7 separate regions of the Mus musculus genome follow, and regions 2, 3, 4, 5, 6 and 7 are each linked to region 1. A link is a contact called in public ChIA-PET, HiChIP or PLAC-seq and promoter capture Hi-C data. All regions are on one chromosome and are shown on one strand. Each heading gives the region's core, a stretch centred on a gene start, on an enhancer-like site or on the middle of the called end of the contact. The rest is flanking DNA. Distances are from core to core; before and after follow the strand shown.

Evidence for each region. Promoter capture Hi-C pulls out the DNA fragments that hold promoters and counts their contacts. ChIA-PET counts read pairs in DNA pulled down with a chosen protein or histone mark. HiChIP or PLAC-seq counts read pairs in DNA pulled down with a chosen protein or histone mark.
Region 2: a contact with region 1 is called in a promoter capture Hi-C map of liver, with 4 times the contacts expected there. The contact joins the promoter of Mtmr14 here to the promoter of Sec13 in region 1. A contact is called at or near these places in 8 of 39 promoter capture datasets (cranial neural crest, embryonic stem cells, fetal liver and 4 more), 4 of 484 Hi-C or Micro-C datasets (CD4 T cells, CD8 T cells and erythroblasts) and 2 of 9 other capture datasets (adipose tissue and liver).
Region 3: a contact with region 1 is called in an H3K27ac HiChIP or PLAC-seq map of embryonic stem cells, with 2.3 times the contacts expected there. The contact joins the enhancer-like site here to the promoter of Sec13 in region 1. A contact is called at or near these places in 5 of 39 promoter capture datasets (embryonic stem cells, hematopoietic stem and progenitor cells, liver and 1 more), 1 of 115 datasets of contacts at active chromatin or transcription factors (embryonic stem cells) and 2 of 9 other capture datasets (adipose tissue and liver).
Region 4: an RNA polymerase II ChIA-PET map of memory CD8 T cells shows a contact between it and region 1, with 48 read pairs. The contact joins the promoter of Brpf1 here to the promoter of Sec13 in region 1. A contact is called at or near these places in 2 of 39 promoter capture datasets (liver and pre-B cells), 6 of 115 datasets of contacts at active chromatin or transcription factors (the SCID.adh cell line, effector CD8 T cells, embryonic stem cells and 3 more) and 1 of 9 other capture datasets (liver).
Region 5: a contact with region 1 is called in a promoter capture Hi-C map of pre-B cells, with 4 times the contacts expected there. The contact joins the promoter of Ogg1 here to the promoter of Sec13 in region 1. A contact is called at or near these places in 6 of 39 promoter capture datasets (embryonic stem cells, fetal liver, liver and 2 more), 4 of 484 Hi-C or Micro-C datasets (CD4 T cells, CD8 T cells, embryonic stem cells and 1 more), 2 of 115 datasets of contacts at active chromatin or transcription factors (memory CD8 T cells and pancreatic cancer cells) and 1 of 9 other capture datasets (adipose tissue).
Region 6: a promoter capture Hi-C map of stem cell-derived epiblast-like cells shows a contact between it and region 1, with 4 times the contacts expected there. The contact joins the promoter of Slc6a11 here to the promoter of Sec13 in region 1. A contact is called at or near these places in 9 of 39 promoter capture datasets (the 3T3-L1 cell line, cranial neural crest, embryonic stem cells and 5 more) and 1 of 9 other capture datasets (embryonic stem cells).
Region 7: a promoter capture Hi-C map of hippocampal neurons shows a contact between it and region 1, with 2.1 times the contacts expected there. The contact joins the promoter of Camk1 here to the promoter of Sec13 in region 1. A contact is called at or near these places in 1 of 39 promoter capture datasets (hippocampal neurons) and 2 of 115 datasets of contacts at active chromatin or transcription factors (memory CD8 T cells and pancreatic cancer cells).

The regions. Positions count from the first base shown.
Region 1 is chr6:113,739,213-113,742,385 of GRCm38.p6, forward strand. It overlaps Sec13 (SEC13 homolog, nuclear pore and COPII coat complex component), which reads right to left and starts at 1,469. Exons shown (of 9, transcript NM_024206.4): 1 at 1,433-1,469. The coding sequence starts at 1,435.
Region 2 is chr6:113,236,355-113,239,527 of GRCm38.p6, forward strand. It overlaps Mtmr14 (myotubularin related protein 14), which reads left to right and starts at 1,489. Exons shown (of 19, transcript NM_026849.2): 1 at 1,489-1,767. The coding sequence starts at 1,612.
Region 3 is chr6:113,265,573-113,268,745 of GRCm38.p6, forward strand. It overlaps Mtmr14 (myotubularin related protein 14), which reads left to right. Exons shown (of 19, transcript NM_026849.2): 11 at 398-483; 12 at 688-764; 13 at 987-1,023; 14 at 3,056-3,123. Among named protein-coding and RNA genes, the nearest start is that of Cpne9, 15 kb to the right of the region's middle. Within about 2 kb of position 1,614, at least 18 of the 459 cell types and tissues checked have an H3K27ac peak or open chromatin away from gene starts, as enhancers often do. A contact at or near this core is called in adipose tissue and embryonic stem cells, where this site is marked.
Region 4 is chr6:113,305,554-113,308,726 of GRCm38.p6, forward strand. Brpf1 (bromodomain and PHD finger containing, 1) reads left to right here and starts at 1,584. Exons shown (of 13, transcript NM_030178.2): 1 at 1,584-1,784. It overlaps Cpne9 (copine family member IX), which reads left to right. Exons shown (of 21, transcript NM_170673.3): 21 at 1-18.
Region 5 is chr6:113,325,479-113,328,651 of GRCm38.p6, forward strand. It overlaps Ogg1 (8-oxoguanine DNA-glycosylase 1), which reads left to right and starts at 1,498. Exons shown (of 7, transcript NM_010957.4): 1 at 1,498-1,884; 2 at 2,887-3,134. The coding sequence starts at 1,748.
Region 6 is chr6:114,129,737-114,132,909 of GRCm38.p6, forward strand. It overlaps Slc6a11 (solute carrier family 6 (neurotransmitter transporter, GABA), member 11), which reads left to right and starts at 1,505. Exons shown (of 14, transcript NM_172890.3): 1 at 1,505-1,781. The coding sequence starts at 1,541.
Region 7 is chr6:113,342,405-113,345,577 of GRCm38.p6, forward strand. It overlaps Camk1 (calcium/calmodulin-dependent protein kinase I), which reads right to left and starts at 1,518. Exons shown (of 12, transcript NM_133926.2): 1 at 1,432-1,518.

The DNA of each region.
Region 1 (3,173 bases), core at 219-2,718:
AAGTCACCTTTCCCAGTGCAAACTTTGCAATTACAAAGCCTGACTCCTCAAGGCAGGTGTGGTGTTGCAGATCCTTAACACTCTGGAGGATCAAGAGGGTGGATCAAGAATTCTCCAACAGCCTGGGCTATTTTTTCAGAAAGGTAGACCCTGGGAGAGTACGGCGGCAAGGCATTCAGAAGGCACACACTGAATAAGTAAGTGTGTTTCCTTGAGAATCTTAAATGCTCTGAAAAGTGTCGGCAAAGATTAGAGAAAGAGGAGCAGCACCTGCCTGGAGACAATGACATTTTCCCGTGAGCATTGGAGAGGCACCAGGAGCAATCAATTATAGTCAACAGAAAAACTAATCAATTTAAGGTGGCAGTGAAGAAAACACCCTTACCAAAACCACACTGCTGGCAACAATCTTATCTACTAATCCTCTAACCCCCTCCCCCAACACACACCAATATAAGGTGGGTGATGTGACCAAGAATTCCCCACAATCCCAACTGGCTCAAGGAAAAGTAATTTTCTATTGGTGACCCACAGGACTTTGGAAAGCTGGCATCCTTATGACCATTCTTAACCAGCAGCCATGGGTTATGATCCACACTTTGGGATGCTATGTATTTTAAAGCTCTTGGAGCAGTCCTCCGGAGCATCTTATAAGGACACTTATGCGCTTGCTGGAACACAGTAAGAAGCTGCACTCAAAACAGTTCAGCTCATCAGAATCACACCAGGTACAAACTTAGAATGAACCTGTGTATGAGTCTCCAACTTGGCAACAAAAGAGCCAAAGGCCAACAGAAGGAGGCAGCTCCTTGCACCGCTGCGCCAACCAGGGTCTAAGACTTCCAGAGTTTCATTCCCTTAGTATTATACGGAGTGGGGTGCGGTGAAAGACATACCACAGAGGCCATGTAAATTCAAAAATAAGAAACAGAAATAAAAAGCTGAGACGATGCCCTGGAGTCACTCAGCTAGGCCTGTCATCAGTTTCCCGAAGGGACCATCACACATGGGAGTCCTGTGTCCAAGCAACTGATCCCTCCACCTCCTTTGCTGAGGTAGTGGGTGGCAGGGCGAATGATGAGGAGAATTTGGATCTTAGCTTGCCACTGCCTAGCCCAAGTGTTGATGATAGTAGCATCTGCTCCGCAGGCTACGCGCAGGCAGAGGATGTGAGCGATCGTGGGAACGCACTAAGGGCTTGTCAGGCAGTAGATCCTATGATAGCTTTGGCTGTTTTTCCAATTCTGGAGGACAAGACACGAGACGGGCAGGAGGTGGGCTCGCAGCCCGGGCCTATGAGTTCCGGAAGGCCCAGTGGCCTTGCCTTAAATTCCCGCTCCGAGACCCAGAGAGAGGCAGGACAAGCAAACTTTGAGGACGTAGAGGTGGTCTGTCTCAAAGCCACGACTATCGCAGGGATCGCGACACTTACCATAGCTGCAGCAGCGGCGACCCACGGCCTCGGACGTGGCAGCTCAAAACGCTTCACTTCCGGTGCCGGCCCGCAGCCGGCAGGCTGTCACCCAGGATCTTCCGGTCAGCAACACACTCGACTCACACAAAGGTTCCGCGTCTTCTGGATCCTCGGCCCCGCCCTCCTGCAGTTCTGCCTTTATCTTGGCTACTGTTGGGCTCTGGTTGCTGTGGCGACCCTAATCCAGGGATTTTATGATTTGAAGCCGTCGCTAGCAGGTTTTTTATTTAGACTAAGTTTTTTCTGGTTCCTGAGATGCATACATAAAATGACTAGTCATTATAGCTTCACTCTCCTTTTCTGCGGGTTCCGGGTCCCACTGGCTTATCATGACCATCGTAGAGGTTAATTTCTCAAGTAGACTGGGCTAGTGCTTTGTTAGGTCTTGCTTAAGTTTCTTTCCATTTAATTTGATGTTGACTATTGGCTTGCTGTATATTGCCTTATTATGTTTAGGTATGGTCCTTGTATCCATAATCCCTTTAAGACTTTTAACATGAAGGGGTATTGGATATTGTTAAGGGCTTTTTCATCATCTAATGAGATGATCATGTGGGCTTTTTTCAGTTTGTTTATATGGTAAATTACGTTGATGGATAAAGCAATTCCACTAAATTCAGGGACAAGACAAGGCTGACCACTCTCTCACTATCTATTCAACATAGTACTTGAAGTTCTACCTAGAACAAAAAGACAATTAAATGAGATCAAGGGGATACAAATTGAAACGGAAGAAGTCAAAGCTTCATTGTTAGTTGATATGATAGTATACAAAAATGCACCAGCTTTCTTAAGGGATGGCAAGCAGAGAGTCTCAAGTCCCTGGGAGTCTGACTGTTTCAAGGGAGAACAACTGGAACCTCCCCAAACTCTTGTTTTTAGCTTTGGTGCTTACACAGCACTGAAAGGGGAACACAGAGCCCCAGGGCAGCTCCTCAGATGCACGTGGTCACATTTCCCCACCACACTTAGAAGCCAAGTGGCCCAGAGTAGAACCTCCACTCCCATTAGCTAAATCCTTTGCTGGGCAGTGGTGGCGCATGCCTTTAATCCCAGCACTTGGGAGGCAGAAGCAGGCAGATTTCTGAATTGAAGGCCAGCCTGGTCTACAGAGTGAGTTCCAGGACAGCCAGGGCTCTACAGAGAAACCCTGTCTTGAAAAAAAAAATCTTTCTGGTCGTATGTTGAAACTGGGATTGAATACCTTGGCTGAAGATAGCTACCAGCAAGATGCCAAGACTCAAGGAGTGTGAAGGCTTTTTGGAGAGGGGCCTGGAGAGTGGCAGCCTTATATCATGACACCGCCCTCACCCCTGGCTGTCACTATCACCACCACAGTGCCTTTGAGATCTCTTTCCTCCTCCAATGGAGAACTTTTACAGGGATTTGAGGAGGCGATACTTAGGGTAAAACAGAAAAGAAAGTTGAGGGGGCTCCTTGGCCTTCTGTTCTTTGAGGTGCAGGCCCCTCTGTAGCTGCATCACTAACCTTCAACTGATCGGGCCAAGTTCTTTTTCTCTGAGCCTTGCTTTTCTCCAGTGAAAAATGTTGACAACGGGCATCTAACATGTAAATATAAGGCACTGTTATTGAGGGAATTTTCTGGTATAAATTCTGAAGCTGAAGACATTGAGGATCTGGGATAAGCAACAGCAACTTAAGATATTTGCAGGTAGACTGAAAGACATGGTGTGATCAA
Region 2 (3,173 bases), core at 239-2,738, 500 kb before region 1:
GTTGCTATGATAAAAACAAAAGCAAGCCAAGAAGAGGTTTATTGAGCTCACACTGTCACATCAGTGACATCATCATTGAGGACCATCAGGCAGGACAGGAACTCAAGCAAGAACCTGGAGGCAGAAAGTGAAGCAGAGGCCATGGAGAAATAAACACTGATTACCAGCTTGATCCCTGTAACTCTCTCAGCCTGCTTTATTCTACAACCCAGGACCACCTCTCCAAAGTGGATACCTCCCTCTGCATCAATTAGCAATCAAGAAAAGGCCCCACAGACATGCTCAGAGGCCAACCAGGTGGAGGCAATTACTCAACTGAAGAGTCCTTTCCCCAAGTTGGGAAGCAAGAATAATCATCACAGTTTAGAAGACGAGACTAAATAATAATTTTTTTAAAAAATGCATATTTTGATTCTATTTGACCATCGCCAAAAGGGAAAACTAATTTCCAGTATTAGAATTCAGGACAGGACCTAGTTGAGCATGAAGAGTGACTGACAGTCAGCAGGGGTTGTGGTTTGTGTTTTCCTTAGATTTCTTTACAAATCTAAGAAAATGAGTACTTTTAGGCACTATGTTAACTTACTATGTTTTCACAGCATCAATTTCATTTTGAGAGTTTTCTTTCGACATAAGTTATAGCTTAATCAACTGTCTGACTGATGGCCAAATGAGCAATTCTCCCTCAGATATACAATACTGAAGGAGGCCTTAACACCTTCTCTCTAAACATCAATACTTGGGGGTAGATAGTACACACATCTTCTGAGACTAACAATTCTAGGAATTTGGGACTGATATTTGAGATTCTCAGCACCCAGAAAGTGGAGGCAGGTGAGTCAGGAGTTCAAGGCCAGCCTTGGCTATACCACAAATAATTACCTACATCAAACAACAAACACCAGCCCAATACACAAACAACTCCCTAGACAGGGAAGAACTGAGCAGGAGATTGGCACGTGTTGATTTATGATGAAAGCAGCTGATAGGAAAATGAAGGAACATTATTATCTACACTTTTTTAAACATTTTTAAAAAATTAAGGTGTGGTCTGGGCTAGTCTCAAATGCCTGATTCTCACGCTTCATCCTCTGGCGTTTGCCTACTGACACCAGCTAGAAAATCTTTTTAAATAAATAGGATGATGGTCCACGCTATATTGGCAGGGACGTCCATAAGAGCAGTGGAGAAGTGCTGTTTGAAATGCTGTTTTGATTCTTGCAGCTCTCGTCTTCTTGCTGCCAGCACTAACTCAGGCCTCCGGCGGTTCCTTCCTCTCTTGTTGCCAATGGTTCCCGCCTTTCCCCTCCCCGCAGCCGCGGTGGTTTAGCCCGGCTTCCCCCGGGGAAACCCCTTGGGCGGAGCGCGGCCCCCGCCGTGAGGCCACTTGGATCCCTCCGCGTCAGGGGTGGGCCGGGGACCTGTGGGCCGGGCACGAACCCCGGGCTCTGATTGGCTGCGGCGGGAGTAAACATCCGGAGAGGTGGGGCGGGGCCGGAAGTGGAAGAAGAAGGCGGCGGCTGAGTCGGTTCAGGAGGTTTTAGAGCCGGAGTCCGAGCTTCAGGTGCCATGGGCTGGGGGAAGGCGCCCTGAGGGGACTCGAGGCTGTGCATGGCGGGTGCTCGGGCCGCCGCCGCCGCCTCGGCGGGTTCCACCGCCTCGTCGGGCAGCCCGCCGCCTCAGGAGCCCGGGCTCTGGGAGCTGCTGGAGGAGTTCTCCCGGACTCAGTACCGTGCCAAGGACAGCGGCGGGAAGAGCGGCTCTAAGGTGAGCCCCAAAGGTGCAACGACCTGAACTGGTCCCTGGCCTGAGTTACCGAGGGAAGACTGTGGTTCGGGATGGGAGGAGAGCTGGAATGAGACCTCCTTGGGGAGGCACGGGAGAGGAACTTATCCAGGATATGGACTCAGAGAGTAAGGATCCGGCTTTACACCAAAGAGGAGGACCGAAGCTCCTTGTGGGTTTTGGGGTGGGGGGTTGCTTTAACAGGGGTTTGGAGGTCAAGGGTCGGAGTTGTGGGCCAGGTGCAAAGGTTAGACAATAGGAACGCTACCCTTCGTGAGCCTAGGAGGGGTTACCAACAGATTCAAAACAAAAAACAAAACCCCTAAAATCTAAGTAAAAATGGGGAAGAGACTCCTCTGGACCAGAGATCAGAGTAGAAGTCTGGAGTAGTGTGACATTATGGAGCCCAGAGAACAGCGGAGTGTGTCACCTCCTTATAAGGTACCAGCATGACTTAGGCCCTTCCCTTTCCTTTCCTGTAGAGCAAGAAGAGAACCCACATTCCCTTTCTGTTCCTTTTATCAGAAGTCTCTGTCCGTTGTCCCCCCACCCCGGGAATTTCCCTCTGCCCTAGTCACCAGGCCTGAAAAGAGAGCTGCTGATCTGGTCGAGGCATACTGACCTCAGCACTGATAGACCCGGCCCTTTCTCTTTCCCAGTGTGGCATTACACATTGGCGTTGGTCTCTGTGCTGGGCCATAAAACTGGTTTGGCCCCAGAGGTTACCTAGGGGCTGAGACATCTTCTATTAATCTCTGAAGTAACAACCTAAGAAAGATCACTAATGTGGTATTATCGGACCAGACAATTAAGTACCTTTCAGATTATAATTGGCATCATTTGGAGCTCTTGTTAAACACAAAGATTTCTGGTCTTAGATTCTCTTAAAGCACAATGTCTGGGGAGGCAGACCCTAGAATTTGTACTGTATGTTCAGAAAAGCCTTAAATGCGTTATCCCAACCAAGGCCAGTCATGCACTCCTGTCCTTCTGTCTCCACTTCCTAGGTGATGGGGTTACAGGTGTTTACCCTCATGCTTGGTTTCTGTGGTGCTGGAGATTGAACACAGGTTTTTATGCATGCCAGACCGGCATTCTACCAGCTGAGCTACATCACCAGCCTTGGTGTGTGTTGAGGCGTGGTTTTTTGTCTGTGGCCCTGGCTTGGTTTCACAGTCATTATCCCAGGATGGCTTGTAACTAATAATCCTCCTGCCTTAGCCTCCCAAGGACTACATACACGTGTGAGCCACCACAGCTGACTTCGAGGGCAATCTTTTGAGTGGTTATAGGAGGTGTGTGATTTTGATGGATCTCACTGCCCTCTGAATGTCTGTGAAGATTAGAGTTTTACAAGTTAAACCTTACTCTCACCACAACTGGTCTTA
Region 3 (3,173 bases), core at 364-2,863, 470 kb before region 1:
GAACCCCCCAAAGAGACTTTTTGGGCTGGCTTCTACCTGGAGTATGCCAAGAGCTTAAAAACACATTTGCTGCACAAGCTCAGTGAATTGGGTACTATGCTCAGGACCATGGAGGGAGAGGAGAGCAAAGTCCCATATGCAGTTCTCTGACCTGTGCACTCTTATGTGCACATACATGGTTATAATACAATTAAAAAGAGAACTTCAGCTAAGATGCTAGAAGTCAAGACAGATGTTCCCACCCACTCATTTCTAAGATGAGATTGGGGAATAAAATAACTTTGGACAGGAACCTGGGGAAGAGGGACACTAAGCTGGCCTGCACCAGGCTGGAGGCCTGGGGTTTTCAGCAGAACCCTATCTGGTTCTCTCACTTGGTGCTCCTGTTCCACAATAGATGACAGCGGGCTGCTGGTACACTGTATCTCAGGCTGGGACCGGACCCCCCTCTTCATCTCTCTTCTGCGCCTTTCCTTGTGGGCTGTGAGTATGAATGAGCTGGAGCGGGGAATATGCAGAGACCCTATTAGGTCTCCAATTGTCACGTTTAACACTGTTCTTGGTTGGGGGCTGGGGTAGGATAAGGGTGGTCCTGTCACCCAGTCTATGTTTTGGTTTGCTCCTGGAGCAAGGAGGCCCGCACTAGGAAGGCAGCTTTCTGAGCTTGCCACCCTTTGTCTCCCCCAGGATGGGCTAATTCACACATCCCTGAAGCCTGCTGAGATCCTCTACCTGACTGTGGCCTATGACTGGTTCCTCTTTGGGTAAGTCTTCAAGGAGGTGTGTGTGCATGGTGTATTAGCTTTTCTTATGAGGAACAGAGATAAGAAAACAGCTGGAGGAAAAAAGTTGGCTCTCTTTGGAAAGGATCAAAGATGTTGGCAGGCTTCATGTGATGCATTGGTGCCAAAGACTTGGTCTGTCTGTGGGTCACACGGCTCCTCAGCGCTGGGTTGTGCTTTGACCTTCTCACTCTTCTTTTTCAGACACATGTTGGTAGATCGGCTCAGCAAAGGGGAGGAGGTAAGGACCTCCGCACAGACATGGACTACACCTTAACACACAAGGCATTCATTCTGGTTGCCATGCTGGGAAGGCAGTTTCTCCACCCAGGATGCTTGGATGAGCTTACCATCCTCTTCCCTCAGGCAGTGTGGTGGGAAAGGCAAGAGCACAGACCGTGTGTGGGCCTCGGGCTCCCTTTGTACCACAGAGGGAGTTCTGGCCACAGTGGCTGTGACCATTTCAGGCTCCTCATCTTCCCTCTGCACTTGGCTCTGGAGCCAGTGTTCAAGTTGCTTTCCATGGCTCCATGCTCAAAGCTGAAACATGGAGTGCTTCTGTCCTCCATCCTGCCACTCAGAGTCCCTTCCCTTCTCCACGGTGGTCTGCACACCCAGGGTTCTGCCCACTTGTAGGCTGCCTCCAGGTCCTCCTTGTCCTTTCTTTTCAGTGTAGTCAGATTCCTCTTGCCATTTCTGTCTTGCCTCCTCTATCTTCTTTACCTGCTTGTAGTTCCCCCAGCATCAGATCTTAAGTTTGGCTTGAGTGTGTCTCGACTGGTCCTGCTCGTTGCCTAGGTGACCTTGAGCTTCACCTTGAGTCTCCTGGTTTCTCCCTGAGCTATACAGATGCATATCATGACAGTATTGGTTCTGTCTCCACCCACCCCTAGTGTCCAGAAGCATCCTTCTCTCCCTCCTGCTTCTGAGCTTGCTTTCTTCTTAGGCGTCTTATCTCCAGCTTTTCTTTTGTTGCTTCTGCCCAGCTGCTCATCTCCCTTCCAAATCTCTCTGAGCACTTACGCGTCTGCAGAGCTCATAAGCCTGCTCCTCAGAGGCCCCATGAACTCTGCCAGAGGCAGAGCCTTTGGCATTGAAATCTGGGCAGAAGGACTCTTTGTAGCCTCTTTGGAGATTTTGCTGGTGCTTTAGGACATTCTGTCCTCTACTCCATCTCCCTCCCCCGCCCACCAGAGCAAGCCAGATGCTCCCTTCAGAGAATAAGGGCAAAAATGAGACTGCGAAGACTGGGCTCTGAGTCCCACCCTGCAAGTCCCTCAGTGTATGCATAGGTCTTGCTACCTCTCCAGACTGCAGACACCTCTGTAATATAGCAAGCTAAAAACAGCTGCTAAGTGCCTCTTTACCCTGTCTTCTATCTTTGAGGTTCCCAGGGTACATTAGCACATTAAAAAGCTCTGGTGTCTGATGAAAACACCTGTGTCATTTTATATAATGCAGCATTTCCTACTGACCAGATCTGAGCAACCCTCTGCCTTTTTTTTTTTTTTTCCTCTTTTTTTTTTTTTTTAAAATGGAATCTTACAGGGCCCTGTGGGAATGTATGGGTGTTTCCCTGAGTCTCATGGGTTACACCTTTTGGGATCACTGGTTGATATATAGCCTGTTGTGTTGTGCAGGTTAAATAAACCAAAGCCTCTGGTATGTTTCTAGAGGCCACTGGACTAGGTCACTGGCTGGGATTTGCTCCTGGGAATGGGTTTGCTGCCAGTCAGTCTCTTGCCTGTATCCACTTCACAGTGAAGACCTGGGCCTCACAGTTTCAGCCAGAGCATGGCTGCCCTACCCCAGCTCTGATCCTGTATCTGGTGCACCCCTCCCTATGGAATGCCTTTCCTCTTCTGTCCTGCCTTATCCACTAATCCCCTTGCCCAAGATACTCTCCCTCCCAGCTGTCCCCCCTGTCAGTAGCTCTCCCTGGGCTTTAAGATGGAAGTGGGAACTGCTGTTATTTTCACTGTAAAAGCTGAGAATGTGCGTGTTGAAGATTTGAATTCTTTACCTTGGACCTCTGTGTTCTCAGAAAAGATGCACATTATATCTTCCCTACCCCCAGCTTATGGGCACCTGCCTAAAACCCTGCTGAGCCCTCTGTATCACCCACATCAGTCATAAATCAGATCTAGCAGGGTTCACAAAGAAGGTCATTCCCCAAAAGAGGCATTAACCTGAGAGCCAGTGGCGCTCTTCTGCATGTTCTTCTCCACTGGCCAAGGCTAACTTCTCACTGTGCTCTGCTTTTTCTCCTTCAGATTTTCTTCTTTTGCTTCAATTTTTTGAAGCATATCACCTCCGAAGAGTTCTGCCTGAAGACCCAGAGGTAAGTGGAGGGAGGCAAAGGACCACAGGGGCACTCCTCCACAGTGTGGA
Region 4 (3,173 bases), core at 334-2,833, 430 kb before region 1:
AGAAACGGCTGTTGTGATATATCCCTGTCCTTGTGTGTGCAAAGCCTTCAATAATGAAAAAAAGCTGTATAACTTCTTTGATTCATTTATTTTGGTTGTTTTGTTTAGATAGGGTCTTGCTGTATGGCTCAGCCTGACCTGGAACTCATAAGCAGTTGGAGCAATCCTAATTCAATCCTCTTGAGTGCTGCGATTACTGGTTTATTCTGAATTTTCTGGATGAGTATAATAGCTTGTATTTTCTTTGTGCATGCGAATCTTATACAACAGACACTGTATTAGGCAATTTACAGTCTTCAACTCTCTTAATCCTTATCATAACCCCGGGACAGAGGGACTATATATTATCCCCATTTAATAATGAGAAACTCCGCTGCAATAAGCCATTTCTTTATAGAAACCACCGATTTTACGCCAGACCCCCCCTTTTGACCAGGAAACAACTTGGAGTGCTGGTTTTATTGGCATTTCTCGGGGGAAACGTGTCATAAGAAAACGTGCACTTTAGGGAGCTGAATACCAAGTCCGCATGAAAATAAACCGCGTTCTCAGTGACTCTAGCATCTTGGAAGACTATCATACTCTTCAGTGACAAAACTACAAGCACTGCTTGACAATGATGATCCCTGACATCCAAATTCTCTGAAACCCCCAGGAACTGACAGAATTTTCGAGTTCCAGGTTTACAATTGAAGAACCCAAAGAAGAATTTCCCACGATCACACTTGAGGTGTCAGTCATATTCAATGGGCTGTGTGTTTTGATACCGTCTTCCAATCAGCTACCGGTAACCTTGTAGTCCAGCGCTGCCAATCTGAGTCCTACAGTTTTACTGGAATGCACTGGAACCTCCCCAAACTCAGTTCCCTCATTAGGGCCACGCCTCGTCACCCTTCAGTCTCACATTTCAGCGGAAGCCCCGCCCCTTACGTTCCTAAGTCCCGCCCTTACCCTGCAGCACTGTGGTGCGCTTTCCCAGCTGTAGCTTCATCCCTAGTTTAGCTCCACCTTCCAGGCTTACCCAAAGCTCCGCCCTTCGTTACTTGGGCCCCTCGGGCCCACTCTTCCGGCTGCGGTCGTCGCATCAGGGCACCGCTTTCCCGCAGCTCCACCCCCTAAACACAAGCCCCTCCCGCGCCGGCCTAGTCTTCCCACGTCGCCCCGCCCCTGACCATATCTGCGGGCCTCTGCGGCTCCCTTGCGTTCGTCCGGCTCTAGGCCCTGCCCTCAACTCCGCCCCACCCGGCGCTCCCGCCCCGTTCCTCCCAGTCGCCTTCCTCGGAGACCAAGGCCAGGTCCCTACCGCAGCAGTCGCGCCAGCAGGAGGGAGGGAGCAGGCGGCGGCAGAGGGGGAGGGGAGAAGGGCGGGCTCCTCACGCCCAGCCTCGCGCTGCCTGTCCGTAGTCGCAGATTCGCCACAAACGGCCCGAGGACTCAGACTCCCCAAAACTGAGCTTTCGCTCGCCAGAAACTCCACTTAGAACATGGAGGCGCTTGCTGAGCCCTTTAAGGTGTCCAGAGATCTTTTTCAGACCGACAGGTTGGTCTCAAGCTCCTCAGTAGACCGGCGAGGAACCGTGGCGAAAGTGCGTCTATACAGCGCCACGGGACCACGTTTACCCTGGCGGACGCCGTCGCCGTCGCTGCTGCTGCCGCCGCTGCCACAGCCTTTGCCGCCACGGTCTCGCCGCTGCTGTTCCTGTGCCGCCTCCAGGAGCCCCCCCATTGTCCCGGCGGCACCGGGTTCCCAGGCCAGAAGATCCAAAAGCTCGGGAAACGCGAAGGTGCTTGCGGAATTGCGACGCTGGGGCACCGGCGGGACCAGGAGTGGCAGGGGTCAGCGCGGGAAGCCGGGGGAGCCGGGCCAGAGAGTGCGGGGCAGGAGCCGGGGCGGCCAGCTTCGCTTCCGAGAGTTCGGGTTTCCCCTTCTCGGCCCGTCTCTCATCGCCGGCCTCCCACACGGGGTTGGAGCCCCGGCGGGCGCCCCCGGCGATGAGCCCAGACTGGAGGTGGCCGGTGAGTACGGGCCGGGGCCGGGAGGTAGTGCCAGTGGAGAAGGGGCAGCCCTGGCGAGGCGCCTTAGGCTCCTCCTGAGCCCCTGGAGCAGGGAGAATTGACATGCCATTCGTTCGTGGGGAGCGTCCGCGGCAGCAGTGTTCCCTTTGAGGCTGCCTGGGCCAGAGGCAGAAGGGAAACCTTGTTTGACTTGTTACACTTTGACAAAAGGGAAGCGGCGCAGCATCCGGGAGATTGGGCTCTAGCCCCGCGGGCCTTGTCCCACCCCTTACCCCTTACTTCCTTCTGCTCCTGGAGTTCCCGGGAGTAGGTGCTTCCGCCATATCCAAGGGCCCCAGGGCTTTCAGAGCTAAGTTCTGGACACCTTCGTGCCTCTGACGCCAGGTCCCTTGGGGCACTGTGCTAGTTCGGGAACCAGGGCAGCAAAGCCAGAACGGCAGCGTTCACCAGGGACCCGGCTTGGAAAGTGTTGAGCTTGTTTGTACCTATAATTGGTTTTGTGTTTAAAGGCACAGCAGCAGGTAGGAAATAGAAGTGAGTTGGAATTGAATGTGTAGCTTGGCTGACTTGCTGTCGATAGATGGACGAGAGCTGCCCATTCTTGTAGTTAAGCCTCAGGAGAAGGAAGGAAAGGCTGAGAGTTAGTGTTTGTCAGGGAGGTTAGGCAGGCCCTGCATTGGTGGTCCTAGGCACTAGTTCAAACTAGTCCTGAGAGAAATTGGAGCGGTACCAGACTAAGCTGGGCTCCCTGGGGTTTGGTGCCATCTGCTGTCTCTACTCACCCAGAAACTGAGGTGGGGGAGGGTTAGCCTTTGAGAACCTTGGAACATAATGCCTAGATTTTTGTGATCATGTTTGTGTCCTGGCATTCAGTAGGCCCTGAGTTAATGTTGCATGAATCAGTAAATGAGGAAACCAAGTGTAGCCTGTGCCGTTTGTCCTGCGGAAATGACCATTTCACAAGGTTTCTCCCTATATCTCCCCACCCAGTTCCAGGGTGAGGTTCCCCATTAAGACTTCAGCGATGCACTGATTGTGTAGTTCAATGGTTTCTGTTGGAATCTAGGACTCAGTCATTGGCCACTCACTCAGGCATACAATAAGCAACGTTTAATGCGTAATCTGATCTTCCTCAACTCCTAATCTGGTGGTCTTCT
Region 5 (3,173 bases), core at 248-2,747, 410 kb before region 1:
ATGGGATTCAGTTGCTTCAAGTCCTTTGTTAGGACTGTAGCTGAAGGGCTTCAGACACTTCAGTTGAAAACAAAGTAGGTGTGTACCAGCCTGTTAATGCACATGCAACCTTGGCGTTTTTCCTAACTTAAAGTCTTGTTGGAGAGAATGCCTTCTCAGTGCCAGGCACCTGTAAGGTGACATGCCTTTAGATGAGGTAATCACAGTAAAACATGGATGCTGAGAGCCTTACAGCTACTGCTTAATGAAACTGAGACAAAAGACCCAGTTTGTTTGATGTTGGTTAATAGTGTTCTAGCAGGTGTGCTGTGCCTTTCTGTAGACACACACACACACACACTAATCAGCATCCAGCCCTGCCCTTGAGTCTGTAGTCCAATAATTTAGGCACAACCCGAAAATTTCTCTGCTTGATGGAAAATGCCCTAGTGTGTCAAACTAGTGTCCGAAGTTCATGTTTCTTTCTTTCTTTTTTTCTTTTCTTTTTTTGTTTGTTTTTGGAGACAGGGTTTCTCTGTGTTGCCCTGGCTGTCCTAGAACTCACTCTGTAGACCAGGCTGGCCTCAAACTCAGAAATCTGCCTGCCTCTGCCTCCCAAAGTGCTGGGATTAAAGTCATGCGCCATAACTGCCCGGCTGAAGTTCATATTTCTTAGCCTAAGCATTCTTTTTTTGTCTTAAAAAATTATAAATGATATAGTCCTTTTTGGAACAAGGTGGCTGGTGCTGGTTGTGTTGGTCCCTTAGGCTGCCTAGAGCCACACACTGGCATTTGGACGGAGTGAACTCCAAAGAAAGCCCATCTCTCCACGCTCGGACTGGAGCGGGTAGCTGTGCCGCAGGCTGTAGCCAGGGCGAGCAAACCTGAGACTGGCCTCTGAAGCCTGGGAAGCCCGAGATGGCGCATTCGGGGCCTCCTGACAAGACGTGGAGGGGACAGCGCTGAAAAATCACTGCCTCAGAAGAGGCTCGGTGGAGAAAGGCTTGAGCAGGGGAGGATGAGATTCTTTCGGTTTATTTCTTGAGACAGAGTCTCGCCATGAAGCCCAGCCTAGTTAAGCTTCAAACGTGCCTCCCGCCTCTGCCTACCGAGTTCTGGGACGACCGGTGTGTACCACTACGCCCCGCAATGATGTGGCTCCAGTGCGGGCCAGCACGAGAAGTTGCAGGCAGGCCCTGAGATTGCACCGAAAGCCCTGAAATGGCAGAGCCGGGTCTCTGGCAGCCAATCGCCAAGCAGCGAGGCCAGCAGGCCAACCGCTCCCACCTCACAGGCCCGCCCACTCCGGCACTCCCGAGTTCTCATTGGTGCTTCGTACTTTCTTCTCGGATTGGCTACCTCTAGGGTCAAATAAGCGGGAGCAAGGATCTACTTCCGGTGGGAGTAAACTGGGACCCGGAAGAACCATACTGGCGCGCCTTTCCAAACCTCGAGGGCTGCGCAGGAGGAGGAGGCGCGCGCCGGGAGGTCCTGGGGGCGGGGCCACGTCCGGAGGAAGAGGCGGGGCGTGCTGCACGGGAGAGCGGAGTGGGGCGTTTAGGGGTTTGGTGGTGTGCGAGAGGCTTTCCTACGAGGAGAGGGAAATTCATTCAACAGGGACTCAAATTAAAATTACACCGGACCCATAAGCTAGGACCCACGGTGCTACACTCCCGGTGTGTGTGGTCACTTGTGTGCGAGGCTTTAGGACTTGGGAAAGTCGAGTTCTGATTGGACAGTGCCGTAATGGGCTGGGGCTGCTAGCCGAATGTTATTCCGTTCCTGGCTGCCTAGCAGCATGAGACATCGCACCCTAAGCTCCAGCCCGGCCCTCTGGGCCTCTATCCCGTGTCCACGCTCTGAGCTGCGTCTGGACTTGGTTTTAGCTTCTGGACAGTCCTTCCGGTGAGTGACTGCACTTGGGAGGACTGTTCCCTAGGATGTTGACTTCTCAGTGCTGCCCACTCGGGATACAGAGAATGTTGGGAGCAATAGATGAGAGTACATTTTGGAGTCTAAGCACCGGTGGTTTGCCTTTTAACCTTCTTTAGGAAGTAGAGGTGATGACTGTGCAGGATTATGAGGACCATGCAATAAAAATCAGTGGGGGAAGCTGAGGGATGCACTCAGTAATAAGAGTGCTTGCTTTTCACGCACTTGGCTCTTGGTTCAATCCCCAGTACCGCTTCTTTTTTATTTTTAAGATGAAAACTACACCGGGGGTGGTGGCACACGCCTTTAATCCCAGCACTCGGGAGGCAGAGGCAGGTGGATTTCTGAGTTTGAGGCCAGCCTGGTCTACAAAGTGAGTTCCAGGACAGCCAGGGCTATACAGAGAAACCCTGTCTCGAAAAAACAAACAAACAAAAAGATGAAAACTAGCGGGGGGGGGGGGGGGGGCGGCTGGAGAGATGGCTCAGTGGTTAAGAGCACTGACTGCTCTTTTGGAGGTCCTGAGTTTAATTCCAAGCAACCATATGGTGGCTCACAACCATCCATAATGAGATCTGATGCCCTGTTCTGGTGTGTCTGAAGACAGGGACAGTGTCCTTACATATAAATAAATAAATAAATAAATAAATCTTAAAAAAGAAAGAAAGAAAGAAAACTAGCCGGGCAGTGGTGGCACATGCCTTTAATCCCAGCACTTGGCAGGCAGAGGCAGGCAGATTTCTGAGTTTGAGGCCAGCCTGGTCTACAGAGTGAGTTCCAGGTCAGCCAGGGCTACACAGAGAAACCCTGTCTCGGGGAAAAAGAAAGAAAAGAAAGAAAGAAAAAGAAAGAAGACATACCACTTTTATTTATAACTAATTAGTCAGTTTACAGGTGGGACATTTGTAAAACAGAAAGGACCTTAACGAGTTCAAGATGGGTAACGATGCTAGGGTTGTCTGTTGGGGTGCCCAGGTGGAAGGAGCAGAGCCCTGCTCACTGGAGTGGCGTGCTGGCAGATCAAGTATGGACACTGACTCAGACGGAGGACCAGCTCTATTGCACTGTGTACCGAGGAGACGACAGCCAGGTCAGCAGGCCCACCCTAGAGGAGCTGGAAACCCTACACAAGTACTTTCAGCTAGATGTCAGCCTGGCACAGCTGTATAGCCACTGGGCTTCTGTAGACTCCCACTTCCAAAGAGTGGCCCAGAAATTCCAAGGTGAGTACAAGGGGGCAGGAATGGTGGCTTACAAGTTAC
Region 6 (3,173 bases), core at 255-2,754, 390 kb after region 1:
CAGCCTCTCCTTCCTCCATCTGTCGGTCAGTCAGCTTTTCAGTGCGGCAGCACATAGCTCCGAGAAGCAGTGTACAGTGTGGATCTGGCACTGCCTCCTAGAGGCCCTGAGTTTGGACTCAGGCAGAAGTGTGTCATGGGACAGTGAAGGCTTACCTCAGGATGGCAGAAGAGACCAACCTGAGGATGGTGGGCTCCCATATTCCTGGCCAACCCATGCCCGCAATAACCTGAAGACCCTCCTTTAAGGCTCTGCCTCTTAAAGTTTCCTCCACCAGGGGCACCACAGGTAGGGCCAGCTGTCAACTCACAAGTGTCATCCGACCCAAAACAACTCCTTCTCTACCTATACCCCTGACTCTATCTCTATCCATACCCTTGACTTCAGCTCGGTCCTGGGCATGAAATCCAAGGCTCGACACATCATCAGCAAGGACTTTTTACTTAGCTATATCCTTGACCTTATTATCTACAAATACTTTCTAAGTACATGTTATATAGCATATTTCGCCAAGTTCTCTGCCATTATTGTAGGACATTGTATGCTGTTTGTACAACCGAGAGGAGGGACGTATTGAGCCAGACGTGGACATGCATGTCTGCATACTGCATGGTGCATGGTCATTGACTGTCTCTACTGTAGGAAGACTGTTTATCAGCATCTTGTCATTTATCCTTTCACCCAAACAAAACAATAAGCAAGCAGTACAAACCTAAGAAGGTGATATTGGAAGCATCTTTTGCAGAACAGCAAACTGAGAAACTGCAGTCTCAGGAGCCTGGCCAAAGTCACACAGCTCACGTAGGTGAAGCAGGATACTCAGCTTAGACTTGCCTGCTCCTGCCGCTGGATGTCCGTACTCAATGCCACACTGTTGAGACTCATATGTGTGTAGAGTGGGGCCACGAGGGGGAGGGGGGAATGAGACCTCCAGGGTAGAGGGTACTGGGCATGGGGTTGGGGCTACAGCTCAGCTACCATCACCAGGGAGCTTCAAAAGGACTTTGCATCTCATGCCCCGGCCGTATTCTCACCAGGCCCCTGCAACTGAACCCTACACACACAACTGTTCGCCCTTCAAAAGTTAGAGCTGCCCATCTACCTCTGAGTAGAGATGGGAAAACTGAGGCCCAAGCTTTGAAAGGTCACAGAGAGGGGATAGAAGTTCAGGTGCAGCACTCATAGCCCACTTGGGCCTGGATAACAACTCTGCTGTTACCTGCACTCAGAAGCCAGCGAGTCAGGCTGCAGGGCAAACCCTGTGCCCTGAGTTAGCCAGGTGGGCGCAAGGTCAAGGTATTAAGGGAGGCGCTGGGCGCACAAGGTCAAGTCACTGGACTTGCAGCGCCCCTACCATCCCGGGATTCAAGCGGGCAGGAGGTGGCCTGGGCATCGTGTCCCCGTCCCGTGCGGTCCGACCCGGGCGGCTCCCTCGGCTCCACCCCCGGCTCCCCCGCCCGCCGCTCGAGCCTCTCAAAAGCCCGGGCGCCCGGGGCGGCGGCGCAGAGCCGGGGCCGGCGCACGAGGCGGCAGGGCGGCCATGACTGCGGAGCAAGCGCTGCCCCTGGGCAACGGGAAAGCGGCCGAGGAGGCGCGGGGGTCCGAGACGCTGGGCGGCGGCGGCGGGGGCGCGGCGGGGACGCGCGAGGCGCGCGACAAGGCTGTCCACGAGCGCGGCCACTGGAACAACAAGGTGGAGTTCGTGTTGAGCGTAGCTGGAGAGATCATCGGACTGGGCAACGTGTGGCGCTTTCCCTACCTGTGCTACAAAAACGGCGGAGGTGAGCGCGGCGGGGATGGCGGGGACGCGGGGCGACACCTGGGGTGGGGTGACACCTCTCGTGCATGGCCCCGATCCCCCCTCCCAGTCCCCAGGAGCTGTGGGACTGCACGGGGCCCACCTGTTTCTCTGCGCCTGCGTGCACAGAGCCCGCTTCGCACCTGAGCGCACCACCATCTGCCACCTGCCACCGGGCCCAGAGCAGCGTCTGTCACCTGCGTGAGGGACAGACCTGGCCCAGGAGCTCTGCTTTCAGGCCACTCTCACTGGTATTTTAGGCAGAAACCTGTTATTTAGCCTCGGATGTTCCCTGTCCTCACAGGAAGAGACTGATCTGAGCAATCTTTTAGAGAGGTCGCCGAAGTGCCAGGAATAGGGGCCCAGCGTTAGCCATGTCTTGTAAATTTTTAAATCGTCTCACAGTCAGTCACCTTGGAAGGGAATGCTGTTATGGATCTCAACGACGATGGTACTAAGCATCTAAGAAACTCTCTGTTTTACTACTGCTGAGAGTGAGATTCAGACTCTAAAAGCTTTCTGTGCAGGATCAGGCTGACCCCCGGGGGAGAACTTTTGGACGGCCATTTGCCACTTGCTCCCCTCTGTAGTAGGCCCTTTCTAGGGAAAGTATTTTAGGCCTCTCTGGAGGAAAAACTGGCACCAAGCAGTTTCTTTTACTGGGCTCAGACTCACCCACAACAACTGCAACCACGCTGATGTGTGTGAGACGGGGAAGACCAGCATCCCTTCCAACGACAGCATCACAGAGTGCCATTAGGAAGAAATGAAGCTGTGGTCCCCATCTCAGAGTGGTACCCAACACCCCCACATCCCCCTCAAACTTCCACACCCTTCCTATCACAGTAGGATGGCAGAGTGGCGAGGGGTCCCATTAAAGCCTGTGGTGGCACAGTTCCTCTCAGAAAAGACCTGTGTTGGCGTTTTTTCTCCTCCCTGTCCTACCCCTAATCTTCAAGAAAAAAATCTCAAACCCTAAAAAGGTGATAGAGAAGTTGGTTGGCAGGGACAGTGCAGGGCTTCCTGTACAAACAGCTAAGGGGCCTGCGAACCACACTGCCTGGCTCAGGCCCTTTCTTTGGGGACATTCACCCTGAAGGCACAGGCTGCTCCAGGCCTGTCCTGCACTGGTAATGAAGTGGCCAGTGGTGTCCGTGGCTTGGCAAGGGGAGACAGCTGGCTGCAGACTTGAAGACCCAAAATGCACCCTGTGCCCTCAGGCAGGCCCTGCCTCACTGTGCAGACGGAGCCTTCAGAAGCTACCATGTGTGCTTAGGAAAAGCTGTACCTTTAGGATAGTTTGGGGCAGAAACTATTTTAACATCTTTATTCATCTGGGAAATGTTAGGCCTAAATAAGACGCATTTGGCAAAAG
Region 7 (3,173 bases), core at 268-2,767, 400 kb before region 1:
CGGCAGCCTGGGCTTCCAGCAATATCTCAGCCACGTTTTTAAATAGCTCCTTCTCACTGTTACCAAGGCAACATCAGCCACAGCTGGAACTCCCCAGACCTAGCCCTCCTGACTCCCTGTCTGTGTCCCAGCAGCCGGAAAACTGATCTCACCTGTCTGTCCCCTCCTGGAGGGGACCTATCTTGGACCTTTCCCTAGACAGCTCTGTGTCATCTTACAAGAAAGGGTGGGTTCTCTCCCCATGTATCATGTGAGAAATCTCGGAAACTGAGGTTGGAGATGGATAGAATGAGTCCAGAGTTGCCCAAGAGAGTCCCAGCTAAGCTTGCTAAGGACAAAGGGTGTCATGTGTTGGTCCAGTAGGAGACTACTAGACTGGGGGAATCATTCAGAAAAGTCAACATCTCAGAATCAACTGAGTTTGAAGCCAGAACAGAGCCCCTCATGCCCTAGAGCTCTGGGAAAGCAACCTCCTGGTTCCTTTGGGAAGAATGAAGAGAAGGCACCCTGACCAGAACTGAGAGTCCACTCCTTGAGTGGGACCTTGTTCCCAGAGCATTGGCCAGCATCCCAGGTTTTCTGATGAAAGAGGCAATGGTAAATCCATGTAAAGTCAAACCCACATGGATGCCAGCACTAATGACCCTCACAGTTCCACACCCTGCAGCAGACACCACTCCACATCAGCAGTACATGAATCTTGAGTCCAGACACCTTCCTGCTAGATCCATCACACTGCACACCACGTCACCTGGTTGTGCACATATGCCCAGCATCAACACACGTTCATATACACCACTCACACCTACCTGTCCATCCAAAACACCCAGACCCTACACTGCAGTACTGATTCCATGCACACACGAACAAGGTGGCATCCGTTCCCACATACCAGACATAGCAACTTAGTCCTGTCTATGCCCTCCAACTCCTCAGCCCAGAGCCCTACACAGCAAACCAAGCCTTAACAATCTGCCTAACTAAACCCCCTCAGAGGAAGACCAAACCTCCCCTGAACTCTACCCCGCAAGCCAGACAGCAGTGTGTGTGTATCCTTGAACACCATATGCAACAACAAAAATGAATTCCCAGATACCTTTACACAACTGAAGCACATTCCTGCTTCAGGGAACCCCTCACATGCCCTCCCCGATCTACTCTTCCAAATGCCCACGCCCTTCCATGGTCAGGCCTAGCGCTTGGACATACACCACACACACACAGACCCTTCCCCACCCTTTTCTGATATCCAGGCAATATCCATGGAGGTCACCTAGCACCTAAAGGGCCTGGGACGGGAGGTGGGAGAGAAAGGCCCAGCCCTGTTCCGTCTGTCTGTCCAGGGGCCAGGCGCCCCTCCCACCCTTGGGCTTCAGTATCTTGTGGCTGGAGCGCCCCGCTGCACAGAGCCGGGGCAACCCTCAGTTGTACCTGCGGCTGCCCCGCCTCGGGGCTGGCTGCGAGGGCCGAGGTGGCTGGTGCGGAGCTCCCGCCGCGTCTGTGCCTGGTCAGTTTGCCTGCTCAGTCGCTGGCGCTCGGCTGGGGCTCGGCTCCCTCGGCCCGCCTGCGGCTCTGATGTCAATGGAGGAGGAGCCTGCGGCAGAGGACCTGGGGACTAGGGACGAGCACTCTCGGACTGGAGAAGTGGGCCCAGTTGTTCTGTTACAGGCCCTATAGCATGCTTATGTGCCCTTTGGTCGTCAGCAGGAGACAAGTGAGAGCCACAGATGGTCTTGAAATCAGCACTTAGTTAGAAGCAGATGATTTTTGAACCAATATTTATGAGATGCCAGAGGCTGGCCAGCTTGAACCTGGCATTGTTTTCAAAACAGTTCTGGGACCTGCCTTAGAGTTCTTAGTCTCCTTCTCCTCCTCTCCTCACCTTCCATTTAAAAGGAGCTGGACCTATGCAAGACTCAGAAGACTAGTAAGGGGCTGATGAAAAGCTGTAAGGTCCCATTTAATAGGCAGATAAACTGAGGACCTACACCAGCAAAACAGAGCTAAGGCTTCTATCCCACACACTTTCAGGTACTGCTCAAAGAGACTAGGGAAGAGAAGTGGAAGGGGGAGATGCAGTTAAATCTGGATCCTTAAGGAAGCAAGCCAAAGAGGACCAAAGTGCCATGTGACCGTGGCTGGGAGCCAGGGTGGGGAGGGTGGAGCATATCCCTTCCTGGGGCTCTAGGCTTGGGGCCAAGGGACCTGACCCGACTTGGTTTATGCAAGGCTCTTTGGGACTAAATTGAGCTCAGACTAGAAGGGGAATCAACTGGCAGGAATTAGAGGTAGGTCTGCCCTGGAGCCAGGCAAAGGACGCAACCTGGCCTGTCTAGGGCAGCTCTCCCTCCTGAGTTCAACCTCTGTTTCTCCCAGTTTGGCCCTCCTCTGTCCTGGAGTGGTCAGGCCTCAGAAGACTAAGCTAAGATGCTAGAAAGGTTTTGAAGTCAACCACCTCCCTTTCTGCTCTCCCTTTCTGAGCCTCAGTTTCTTCCCTGAGACATGGACTTATTAACGACTGACTCTAAGTTTTCTTGAGAGTTCTGTGTAGTGGGTGTGCAAGTACTTAGAACACTAGTTCAAAACAAGCTGGTGTGGTGTCTGACACAATCTTAGCACTTCAGAAGCAGAGATAGGTGCATTGTGAAATGTTCTAAGCAAGCCGGTGGTGAGGTTCTCCTTCAAGGGGAGGAGGAAGAAAAGACAAAACAGGAGGATTCGGGGATGGTTCAGTGGGCGAGCGGCTCAAGGACAAGACCTGAGTTCAAATACTCAGAGCCTGTGTAAGAAGCTGGAGGGGGCTGTGTGCCTCTGTAACCCCAGAACTGAGGGGGAGCATGCCACCAGCCTAGCCCCAGGTTCAGAGAGGGGTGCTGTACAAGGGAGTAAGGTGGGGAGTGATAGATCAAGACATTTGACATCCTCCTCTGGCTGCCATAGACTTGCACACTCACATACACAAGTACATAAACAAAACAAAGTAAAACATGAGAAAAAGATTTCATATAAACCAGGGCTCACAGGAAAAGCAAGATTTGACGAGGGTCAGAGACTAAGAGGTGTTTTCTTCCCTCACATCTCAGAATCTCAGATTCCTAACCCACTTCTGACCTAGGACCACACCTCTAGTCTCCTCACCACCCATTCAACATACTATTGAGCCAGGGAGTTGT